Linked DNA regions of Mus musculus: region 1 is linked to region 2. Evidence: chromatin contacts called from public promoter capture Hi-C data. All regions are on one chromosome and are shown on one strand. Each heading gives the region's core, a stretch centred on a gene start, on an enhancer-like site or on the middle of the called end of the contact. The rest is flanking DNA. Distances are from core to core; before and after follow the strand shown. Region 1 holds the start of Dgkg (diacylglycerol kinase, gamma). Region 2 holds the start of Liph (lipase, member H).

Region 1 (5,092 bases), core at 1,719-4,218, 660 kb before region 2:
ACACACACATGCACAAGTGCACACACACATATACACACATGCACAAGTGCACACACACATGCCCACACATGCACAAGTACACACACACAAGTGCACACACACATACACACATGCGCAAGTGCACACACACATACATATACACACATGCACAAATACACACACACAAGTGCACACACACATGCACACACATGCACAAGTGCACACACACATACATATACACACATGCACAAGTACACACACAAGTGCACACACACATGCACACACATACACAAGTGCACACACACATACATATACACACATGCACAAGTACACACACACAAGTGCACACACACATGCACACACACATACACACATACATGCGCAAGTGCATATACACACACACCATGCACATGCACACACCAAAAAAGAAAAAAGCTCACCTCACCTCACTGTGTGTCCACTCCAAGCAGGGAATTTAGGGTATTGAAGGCTATTTCCCAGCCCTCTCCTCTCCTCCTTGTATAAAGTGCCCATTTTCTCCTGGTCTTTGAGGCACACATCTACTAATCTTTCAGATCCCGTGCCCAGCCTGCCCCATCCACATTTTGTTTTATCAGACTAGCTGTTCGTTTTGCTGCTCCTATCTCTCATGCCTTCCATACTGCTCTGACCTTCATTATGACACTTTTCCTGCATGTCACTAGAGTGGAACTCAAGCAGCCACTTCTTAGCCTCTGTCAGCAAGGCTTCTTGTACTGTAAGTACCCTGTATCTGCTTAGATGTTTAACTCAGCACCACCATTGAATCCCCCAAAGGAATCTATTCACAAACCCTCTTGTGAACACTTTTGACTTCATAAACATATTTTATAGGAACAAGCACCTATTTACCAATCTTTATAAGCATTTCTGTTCTCCAAATTCTTGCTTGGCACCCTTTGCAGAGTTTCTTATTATTATATAATAACTTCCCTAGCATGCCAAGTTGGATCGCTACACTCTACTTCTGCCTGCCTTCCCCATTTATGCTATCAAGCTTATTATTTCCTTATTGTCAAAGACAGAAAGCTCCATGTTGTCCCAACTCTTGCCTGCAGCCATGCCTTCCCTATCCAGGCTCTCCTTCAAGTTAGCCTTCTCTAGAATGAGTCCGGACTAGGGAGAGACAAATGGTTTTCTGTGACACATGTGCAACTGTGGTTGCCTCCTCAGGGATGCAATTCAGAAGAGAAGAACTGCATCTTCCACAGTCACTCAGCCCAGCACAGCAAAGACATATACAGTAAGATTACAGCTCAATGGAGATGGTGTATACAGTAAGCCTATGCCCAGTGAAGATGTATACAGTAGGCCCATGCTTGGTGAACATATATACATTAAGCCTATGCTCAAGGAAGATGTATACAGTAGGCCTGTGTTCTGTGAGTATGTGTACAGTAAGCCTGTGCTTGGGCCTGCCTTTTTAAAAGACAAGACACTAACATTTCTAAGCCCTTTCTGTCTTTCCATTCCTCTTTTCTCCCAGGTGAGGTCCATGACGGGAGTCAGTGCGAAGTGCCTGAAAAGATAGCAGGAACTTTAATAAATATTCTCGGAATGAGTAAGTCAGTACCTGACATGGAAACAAGAAGATGAAGGACAAACTCACACACGTGTTACAGAACACCCTCACACCAAGTGTGTCAGCCTGGCTGAGGGCAGCTCTGAGAAGCTACCCAGGGGCCCTGGATCAAAGAATGGATTGTGGATGAAGTGTGAGCACAGGGTATCATCCATCCATCCATTGGCTTTGCCCTTATCATCATGCGGAAGGAAGTGTAAGAGCTCTCAGGACTTCTGTTCTGTCTTGGTTCCATCACCCCCTGCTAGTGGCCAGGGATGAGTTAACCACTGGGTCTTTCAGTGCTTTTCAACAGTCACGTCTGCAGCTTCCTCCCCAGATGCCTAGACACACAGTCCCCTGCTCCTCTGCGTTCCGAAAAAAAAGCTTTTCTTGGCTGCAGTTCCACACAGGGACCTCCACTGCCCACTGGCAGAAGAGAATTCTTGGCTGTGGAAACGGGTGAACTCCACATATTTTACAGATGAGAGTAAACTCCTGGTGACTCTAAATGTGGTGTGAAACTGACAAAAGTCATTCTGTTGAAATAACATCGCCGCTGCTGCCACCCTACGCAGACACCCGCGTCATGGAAAGAAAAGGTCCCACAGGTCCCCGTGCCTCTGCCACTGCAGCCTCTTGGGCCTTATCCTCAATCCCACGTCATTTTCTCTAATTTTCTACTTTTCCTTTTTTTTTTCTAGTTCTCTTTTTTCTTGTGCATGTATATTTTGTTTGTTTTAGAAGTGTTTTATTTGTCCTGTAGGAAGACTACCCAATGTCATGCAAAGACAAAGGAGAAAAATCATAATCTTTAGTCCTGAGACCTTACCCATCCATCAGAGCCCCTTTCTGCTTAGCTAGATTGATCCCGACCATGTATGCCTGCAGAGGAGAAATAATCACCAATCTGCTGCCACTGGGTCAAGATTGTCAGAAATGTCCTTCTGGACGGGATCGATGACAATGGACATCAGAGACAGCGAGTTCCTAGAAAACAGAGAACTTGTTGATTTATTTTTATGTTAATATATTTTTCTTTGCTTTGGTTGGAATATTTAGGCAGCTCAGACCCCTAGGTTTCTAGGTTAAGGAACGTAAACAGCCAGAGGACATTGTATTTTTCAAGTAATGTCCTCTACCTTGATGTCAGCTGGTTTCTCACAGCCACCAACCAGCACTCTGACCAAAGCCCTGCCAGCCAGGAGTGCCCTGATCATGTACAGAGGTTCCCACCCAACGCATCCGTGGGTGTGCGAGTGTGCGCGCAGCACGTGTTTATGTGTGTGCACCAGTGTGTTTGTGGGGTGCGCGTGTGTCTGCGCGCGCGGGTGTGTGGCGGGGGCGGGCACTGCGCCCGGGGGGCAGGGCTCCGCAGCGAGAGTGGCAGCTGGACTTGCGATGCTGCGAGGGACAGGGTGCAGAGCCGCAGTGCCGTAGCGGGTAGCAGAGGCAGCCTTCCCTTCCAGCAGCGAAGGCGGAAGACCCCGGGGCGCCAACCCTGGTGGCTGCCTGATGTCTCCGCCCCAGAGAGGGCTGCACCGGGAGATCGCCCGGGCGCCCGCTTCGGTCCCCTTCTGTCTCTCGGTTCCTCTTTCCTCCCAAGTAAGGGAATAAGCGGCTAGGAGGGAGCGCCCCCGGCAAGCGCGCAACCAAGTGTTGCATGGTGAGGTAAGACCGCGACCGCGAACCAGGGATCACCAGTTTGGGGGGACCCGGCAGCAACTTGGAGAGCCAGGGCAAAGCAAGAGTGGGTCCCGCGATAGGGAAAGGAACTGCAGACGAGGCCCCTGCGCTCATCTTGACCGCGCCACCTGCCACAAACCCTGGCCAGAGGGGATGCGCCAGTGGACTGGGCAGGGTGGGGCCCCCTCCCTATGTGGTCGGTGCAGAAGCGAAGGTGTGCAGAGGACAAGCGGCCTTGCTTCGGGCAATTTGCTGAAGCAACTGGTCAAATGCCATCCTTTCTTACGTTGACTCCAGGGTATCCAGAGCGCGGCACAGGGAACCCGAGGGCTGCGGGGAGCAGAGAATGTCTTTCTGCTGTCTGGCCGCCAGAGCCTCTGACAGTCTCGCAGGGTTCTGAGACTTTGGGACACTCCAAGTTCAAAGCCTCTAGGGTGGTGGGTTTAGAGAGAAGCTGAAGAGAATACAGACACCTTGGCAAATAAAAGGGGTAGCGTCGTGGGAATCTAATATCGGCCTGTTTCTTTTGGGTCACAAGACCTGTCTGTGTTGGTATCTCTATAAGGGAACCTCCAGAATTACCTGTGGGGCTGTGAGGCCGTGGGACATACACGAGAACTCCTCAAGACCCCCGCACACATATCTCCTGATGTCTCTTTCTTCAGAACTAGTGAACTAGAATTTGAGGAGGGGGCTGTGGAGCTCGTAAAAGCCCTACAGGTGATTCAGGGGCTCTGCCTCCATCCCTGCTGTGGACAGGGAAGAAAAGCACCATATGCAAGCAGTCCCGTTGTGCAATTCTGGGTAGCTAGGTAGCGGAGAGACCCCTCCCTCAGTCGCCGGGGGTGGGAGGAGGAGGGCACCAGGAGGGTCTGCTGAGGGGCCAGATGACATGTGACTGAACCACAGTGGCGTTCAAGAGTGCTGGGTGGACCTGCGGACTCACTTGTCCCGGCTGCTAGATTATCTGTCCGTGCCTCATTAGCATACGATGGCCTCCCTGTGGGGAGCAGGACCTAGGAGAACTGTTTGTCAAGCTTTCGGTTCGGGGCCTTAGGGGACACATCATAGATCTAGAGATGTACAATGACCACCTCCAAACATCATGAGGGACAGTAGTCTGCCCTTCTGGTCTGGAAGGGGACATCGACTTTGTTATCTTGGTGCCTGGGATTCAGTGTTCATAAAACGCAGCTTCAGGATCCACTTGCTGGAGTACAGGGTATCCCCACAGTCAACAAAGGACTGAAGGAGTGACATTGGCTCACGGGGCAAACATCAGAAAACAAATGTGTGTGAGAACACACACACACACACACACACACACAGAGAGAGAGAGAGAGAGAGAGAGAGAGAGAGAGAGAGAGAGAGAGAGAGAGACTGTTTACAACTATAACCTTCTCAGTCTATGGGTGTCCCCTAACATGGGAAGATGTTTCTTGCTTAAAGGGTTGTATTTGCCAGAAATTTTACTTTGAATATAAATTATACTCATTAAATAAAACAGCTGCAACTAAGCTAATTTCCTGTGGTGCTTCTGGTCTGATCTAAGCGCCTCCCCACCCCCATCCCTTTAACATGTAACTCCAGCCACCTAGGCATTACCGTTTCCGGGAAAGATCTGAAGGTGGTGTGTGTATGTGTCCCATGTTTCTGTGTGTATGTACATGCCCCGCGCCTGTGTGTGCATGTTCAATATCTGTGTGTATGTATCCCATACTTCTCTCTATGTGCATGCCTCCCGATTTGTATACATGTTGTGTGTGTGTACTCGCACAAGAGAGAGAGGGAGAAGGGGGGAGGGGAGATCCTCTATCACTTTCCACC
Region 2 (5,904 bases), core at 2,434-4,933:
AACCATTAGTCCCCCAACCTCCAACGAAGTAAGATTCTTCACTCCCTGTGTTGTCTGGGCTGGGAATTCAGAGTGGTCCTGACCTCAAATTGTCCTCCTGTTGTAACCATCATGTCTAGAAACAATGTTTAGCTTTCTTTGTGGTTGATATTATGAGGCCTGCGGTGTGTGTGTGTGTGTGTGTGTGTGTGTGTGTGTGTGCGTGTGTAATTGTGTGATTGTGTTGTATGTGGGCACAAGTGTCCTCTGGGTCAGAGGAGGACATGCTCCTTGCCTTATTCCTTCAAGACAAAGTATCTCATGAAGTCTGCTACTTTTCTTCCTATTCATCCTATTCATCTACCTTTTCTTCCTATTTGCTCAGAAGTCTGCTCTCTTTTCTTCCTATTCATTTGTCTCTGTCCACAACTTTGGTTTTACAGGTGTGTGACTCTATGCACATCTGACTTTTAACATGGGGACTGGAGACTTGAACTCAGGCCCTCGTGTCTGCAGAACAAGTGCTCTTACCCACTAAGCCCAGAAAAATACTTTTAAAGCATTTTATTATTACTTTATTATTGTCATTGTTATTGCTATTATTATTATTATTTGCACCCATGCATGTGGAGGTCAAAGGACAACTTTTAGGAGTTCTCTTCTTCCACTGTGAGTTTCAGTCAGTTCATCTGCTTGTTAAGAAATGTGGGGAAGAGGAGGAGAAAAAAGAAGAAAGGAAGGGAGGGAGGGCAAGAGGGAAGAAAGGCATAGTTTGGGGAGTATAAATCTAACCTCTCTGTTGGATGAGTCGAGGAAACTGACTCATCTTTCTGAACTTGTATTCCAAGTGAGAGACAGCAGGTTGGCAAGAGCGTGTTACAGTGAGTCATACGGCTACTTGGCCGGGACACAGGTCACCTCTCCTGGCTGTCAAATAGAGAATAATCAAACTACCTTTCCCCAGTACCTTCACACCCGCATACCTGCCCTCCCAGTCCATGCACTAGAAGCTGGACTGCCCCTTTCCACCCTGCTGTCTGTGGTGAGTGGGGAGAAGAGGAAGCAGAACAAGTAAGCACACAGCACACTGTAGGCTGGAGAGGCAGCTGTGGTGATTCACACATAGAGAGAGTTCCAGCAATTGGGAGCCTGAGGCAGGAGTACAGGAAGTTCATTGCCTGCAAGTTCGACACCAGGTGAGGCTCTGAATGAAAAAACTACACTAAATAAAGATGGTGATGCTAAAAGGCTGGGCTGAGGACAATAGTGACATTTGTGAATTATCCCTTAATAGGGCCATAGGAATTGAGAGCTTCTTGATCAGCTGGTGGAGAAAAAGATGGGGGCTTCCTCAGAATTCCTTTAAATTAATGCTCTTTCAGTGACTGTAAGAGTTGACCCATTTTTGTAAGTTTTAAAAACACATTTTACTTTGAAATAATTATTGGTTGGCAAGACATTTCAAAAGCAGTAGAAGGTCCTTGTGTGTACACACCCAGTTTCCCATCAGCGCAACATCTTATGAAAGTAGTAACATTCTACCAAAACCAGAAAATAGTAGACATTGGTACAACCCAGAGACTCTGTCAGCACCACATGTGCACGTGTGTGTCTCTGTGTGTGTTTCTCTGTAATCTCACTGCATGGATTTGTATGGATACCACCCAATTAAAGTACAGAAGTATTCCTCCATTGAAGGATCCCTTGCAGGGCTGGGGAGGCAGGCAGCCTGGTGGTAGAGCACCTGCTTAGCCCAAGGTCCTGGATCCCATCTCCACCCACTAAACAGATAAGAGTCCTGTGCTGACTCACATCTACACTCCTCTTCTCCCCCACCTTTGGAGGGTTTTGTTTTCCTATTGCACAGTTGGTACTTGTTATTACACTGTCAATATTTCTTACTCCTCTAAAGGAGAAAGAATGGATTCCTCCATTGCTTCTCTGCTGCATTTAATGCTGGAATGAAAACTGAGCACCCAGCCATGAGGTTAGGGGAACTTCTGTGCTCTAACCATTAATAACATCTAGAAGACCACCCTGCAGAGTGACCCTTATTCCTGTAACTGAGGATCGGATAGTTTCGCCCCTAAAGTACATTGGCTAGGTCCAGATAAGCACTTTAGACTGATGGGAACTCAACAAATACTTATCAGGTGGGTACACTGACCCAGCAGGGAGCGGCACATTCCAGGGCAGGTTCATTAAAGAGACAGAACAACTCTCTGTCCTCCAGAGCCCTTGTTTTCAAAGGAGCAAGGCTTAGAGCAAGTGCAAAGCAGAAAAGCGGGTTGAGTTGGGTTTCCTGTTTACAGTTCCTTAATTCATTTCCCGACAGGACAGAAAAGCAAAGCCCACTACAGTTCTCAAAAGGTCTAGGAGGCCCTCATTCCTCAAGTTCCTCCTGAAGCCCCCTTCTCAGGTTTTCTTTGTTTTGTTTTGGTTTGGTTTTTCAAGACACCGGGTTTCTCTCTATAGCCCTGGCTGTCCTGGAACTCACTTTGTAGACCAGGCTGGCCTCCCACCACTGCCCGGCTCCCCTTCTCTGTTCTATAGCAAGTCTTCAGAGGGGTGGGGACAGTGTCAGCTGTGTGACCTGGAAGATAGTACCTGGAGTTAGCAAGAGGCAGGAGCAATTACTTTGGCAGCAGGCATAGTGTTGAAGACTTGAGCTCACATACCTCATTTAGTCTGCATAACCCCGTGAGTCAAGAGATCTTATCTTCATTTCATGATTGAGAAAGTTGAGACACACAGAACATAAATGTTTTATTTATTGAGGCCACATACCTCTGTCAAGAAGCACTTGACACAGGCACCTCGACAATGCTAAATGACTAATGGCTTATGCCTGATGTTTGAGTGAAAATGTGGGGTTTTTTTGTTGTTAGGTTTTGTCCTTACTATTTTTAAGGTTTTCAAATACCCAGAAACTTATGATTAGGGGAATTTTCACTACAAAGAGGGTTACATCACTTTGCAGTGTATCCTGTCATTAGTGACCTGCCTTTCCATCTAGGCTAGGTACACTCTTTACTGCCAAAGTACCCTCACCCACAATAACCTCACAGAGCAGAAGGATTGGTTACTTCTAGTGTAGGCCTTAGAAAGGTTGGAAAGATGTAGATGTGTTCTTCCCCTTTAAGACGACAACTGGATGGGTGAGATTGCACAGCGGGTAAAGGTGCTTGTCCCCAGGCCTGACCCCAAGACTATGCAACGGAAGGACAGGGACTGCAACCCACACTCACCTGCCACACTCAGTAAATAAAATGCAAAAATAAAAACTCAGTTATGAGGGAGACCAGGACTCTGGATGAGAAGTAAGCAAGCTAAGTACAACTCTGAAGCATAGAGAGATTCGTAAATTAGGCTGTATAGCTGAACTCAATGAAATGTTTTTAATAAAAGTCTAAAGACAGCTCTGTGGAGACCTTGGAGTTAACATGAACGTGGCTTTGTATACATAGTGGCGATAGGAGAATACTGACCCGGATTTGTCATCCGGGATTCATTCATAAAGGAAAAGGATTCCAAATGAGGTTGATTTCAACACACCAAGCCAAACAGCTAGGAAACCGCCCACGAAGAAGGAAACCTTTTACTCGGCATCCTTCAAATGCAAATGACACATTAACATATGCACCAATTGTGCAAGCAGAAAGTCCCAGACCTTTTATTGCAAAGAGGAGGAGCCAAAGATCCTGACAGGACTAACAGGGCCACAGAGCCTCCCTCGGGGACTTCCTGTTGTCACGGACTCACTCGCTTCGAGAAAGCCAGACTTCAGGGTGGGACGCGGGAACGCGGGAACGCCAGGCTCTGTGCGGAGTGCGACACGTCCTCGTGTTTGGGGCACATGATCTCTTGAGGTTCCCTATGCTGAGGCTATGTTTTTTCATCAGTTTCATGTGCTTGGTGAAATCAGGTAGGTCATTTAGCCAATGTCTTTAAGAAGTATTAGTGGACGTCAAAGTTCTATGTGAGCATATTTGAGGCCAGGAGCTATGGGTAAAATGAGCTTCCTTATGGTGATTTTTTTTTTTCCCTCTCAACCATAGATCAAACCCTTATCTCTTGAGTTAACTTGAAAAGGCTAAGGGTAGTATTAATTTTTTCTTAGTTAAATTGTGTCTTCTGACCTACATAAAATTAAATAACTTATTTTTTGAAACTGTAAAAATTTATTTTGTGATGTTTACGTAGAGAAGTCTCTCTCTCTCTCTCTCTCTCTCTCTCTCTCTCTCTTTCTCTCTCTCCCTCTTTTTTTGTTTTTTCGAGACAGGGTTTCTCTGTGTAGCCTTGGCTGTCCTGGAACTCACTCTGTAGACCAGGCTGGCCTCGAACTCATTTTCTCTTTTTTTGTTTTATATTTTTTTGCAATGGTAAATTTGTATACTTTCGTGTATTTATTTAGGTGTATTTAAACCACTGTTACAAAAATAATAATTTCATATAAATAAATTCCTTATAATAGTATGTGATATATTTATATCTTAAAAATTATTAATTGCCAGGCCATGGATGTAGTTCAGTCATAGAATATATGCCTAGTATGTATAACATTCTGGGTTCAATTTCTAATACAAGGAAAGATAATAAAATCAAAATGAAAATATGAATCTCCGTGTTGAGATAGCAAACCTGAAGGGAAATGTACTTCTCAGTCCTTCCTGGAACCCACTTCCGTCTCACACAAAGCTTGTGACTGTGAATTCTGACATAAGTTGTATTTGTTTAAGACAGGGTTTCTCTGTGTAGCCCTGGCTGCCCAGAACTTACAGTGTAAACCAGGCCAGTCTTGAACTCACTGGGGTAAAGGTGTTCACCACTACACCCAGCCTTGAAATAACTGTTTAAAGGGCAGGGGGCAGATATCAGACCTGCAGACCACTCATGCTCCACAGCTTCTAAAAATGGCACACGCTGTTTGCTCTACGGAAGTAACCTTAGGTGGAGGCAGCGCAGATGGTGCTAGGTCCTTTTAAACCTATGGCCTTAACACACTACTGAGTTATGTTCCCAACTGCAAGAATAACGCAAACAAACAAACAAACAAACAAACTGGAAACCTTAAATGCAGACTAGATATGGTAGAAATGTCTCTACTCCAGGACTGGGTAAGGTTTCAGATATCAAACTGTTTTCCATTACATTTGTTAACTTATTTCATATGTTTGGGCACACAAGCCACAGGGCACATGTGGAGGTCAGAGTGCAGCATGTAGGAGCTGGTTTTCTACTCCCACTGTGTGGTACTGGCTCCAACTCAGGCTGTCGGGCTGTCAGTTGCCTTGACCCACCGAGCCGTCTTGCTGGTTCCAGTATTAAACTGGTTGTTAAAGAAAGTGATCTTTGGTGCTGAGAAGATGGCTTAGGGGAAAAAGCGCTTGCCGGACAAGTATGAACCCACATAAATGCCTAAGGGGTATGAAGTCCCACACAGGAACTCTGCGGGCAGGGACAGAGGATCCCTAAGCCAGTGGACCAGTGGAATCAGAGAGCTCTAGGCTCCAATGAGAGACCCTGCCTCAGTTCATAAGCTGGGAGGTGATTGAAGAAGACACCTGCCAAACGCTGAGAGCCTCTGCATACATAAGCACAGTCGTACGTGTACACACACACACACACACACACACACACATATGTGAACATGCGTACACACAAACACACACACCACACACACATAGGAGTGCCAGGACGAGGGAAAGGAAAATAACTGTTCAAATAATTCTGAGGCCTTTTCAGAAATGCTCCAACATGTTTTAGAATTAATTCAAAAGGGGCTAGGGAGATGGCGAGTGGGTAAAAGAGATGGCAAGTGGGTAAAAGCGCCAATTGTATAAGCTTGGTGAACTGAGTTGGATCCTCCAAACCTCCGGAGAGGTGAAGGGAAACACTAGCTCCTCACGTATGAGCTGTGACATG

What was found. Promoter capture Hi-C pulls out the DNA fragments that hold promoters and counts their contacts.
Region 1: a promoter capture Hi-C map of stem cell-derived epiblast-like cells shows a contact between it and region 2, with 2.6 times the contacts expected there. The contact joins the promoter of Dgkg here to the promoter of Liph in region 2. A contact is called at or near these places in 1 of 39 promoter capture datasets (stem cell-derived epiblast-like cells), 1 of 484 Hi-C or Micro-C datasets (LSK cells) and 1 of 115 datasets of contacts at active chromatin or transcription factors (bone marrow-derived macrophages).

The regions. Positions count from the first base shown.
Region 1 is chr16:22,655,107-22,660,198 of GRCm38.p6, reverse strand. It overlaps Dgkg (diacylglycerol kinase, gamma), which reads left to right and starts at 2,968. Exons shown (of 25, transcript NM_138650.2): 1 at 2,968-3,250.
Region 2 is chr16:21,993,321-21,999,224 of GRCm38.p6, reverse strand. It overlaps Liph (lipase, member H), which reads left to right and starts at 3,683. Exons shown (of 10, transcript NM_001083894.1): 1 at 3,683-3,904. The coding sequence starts at 3,856.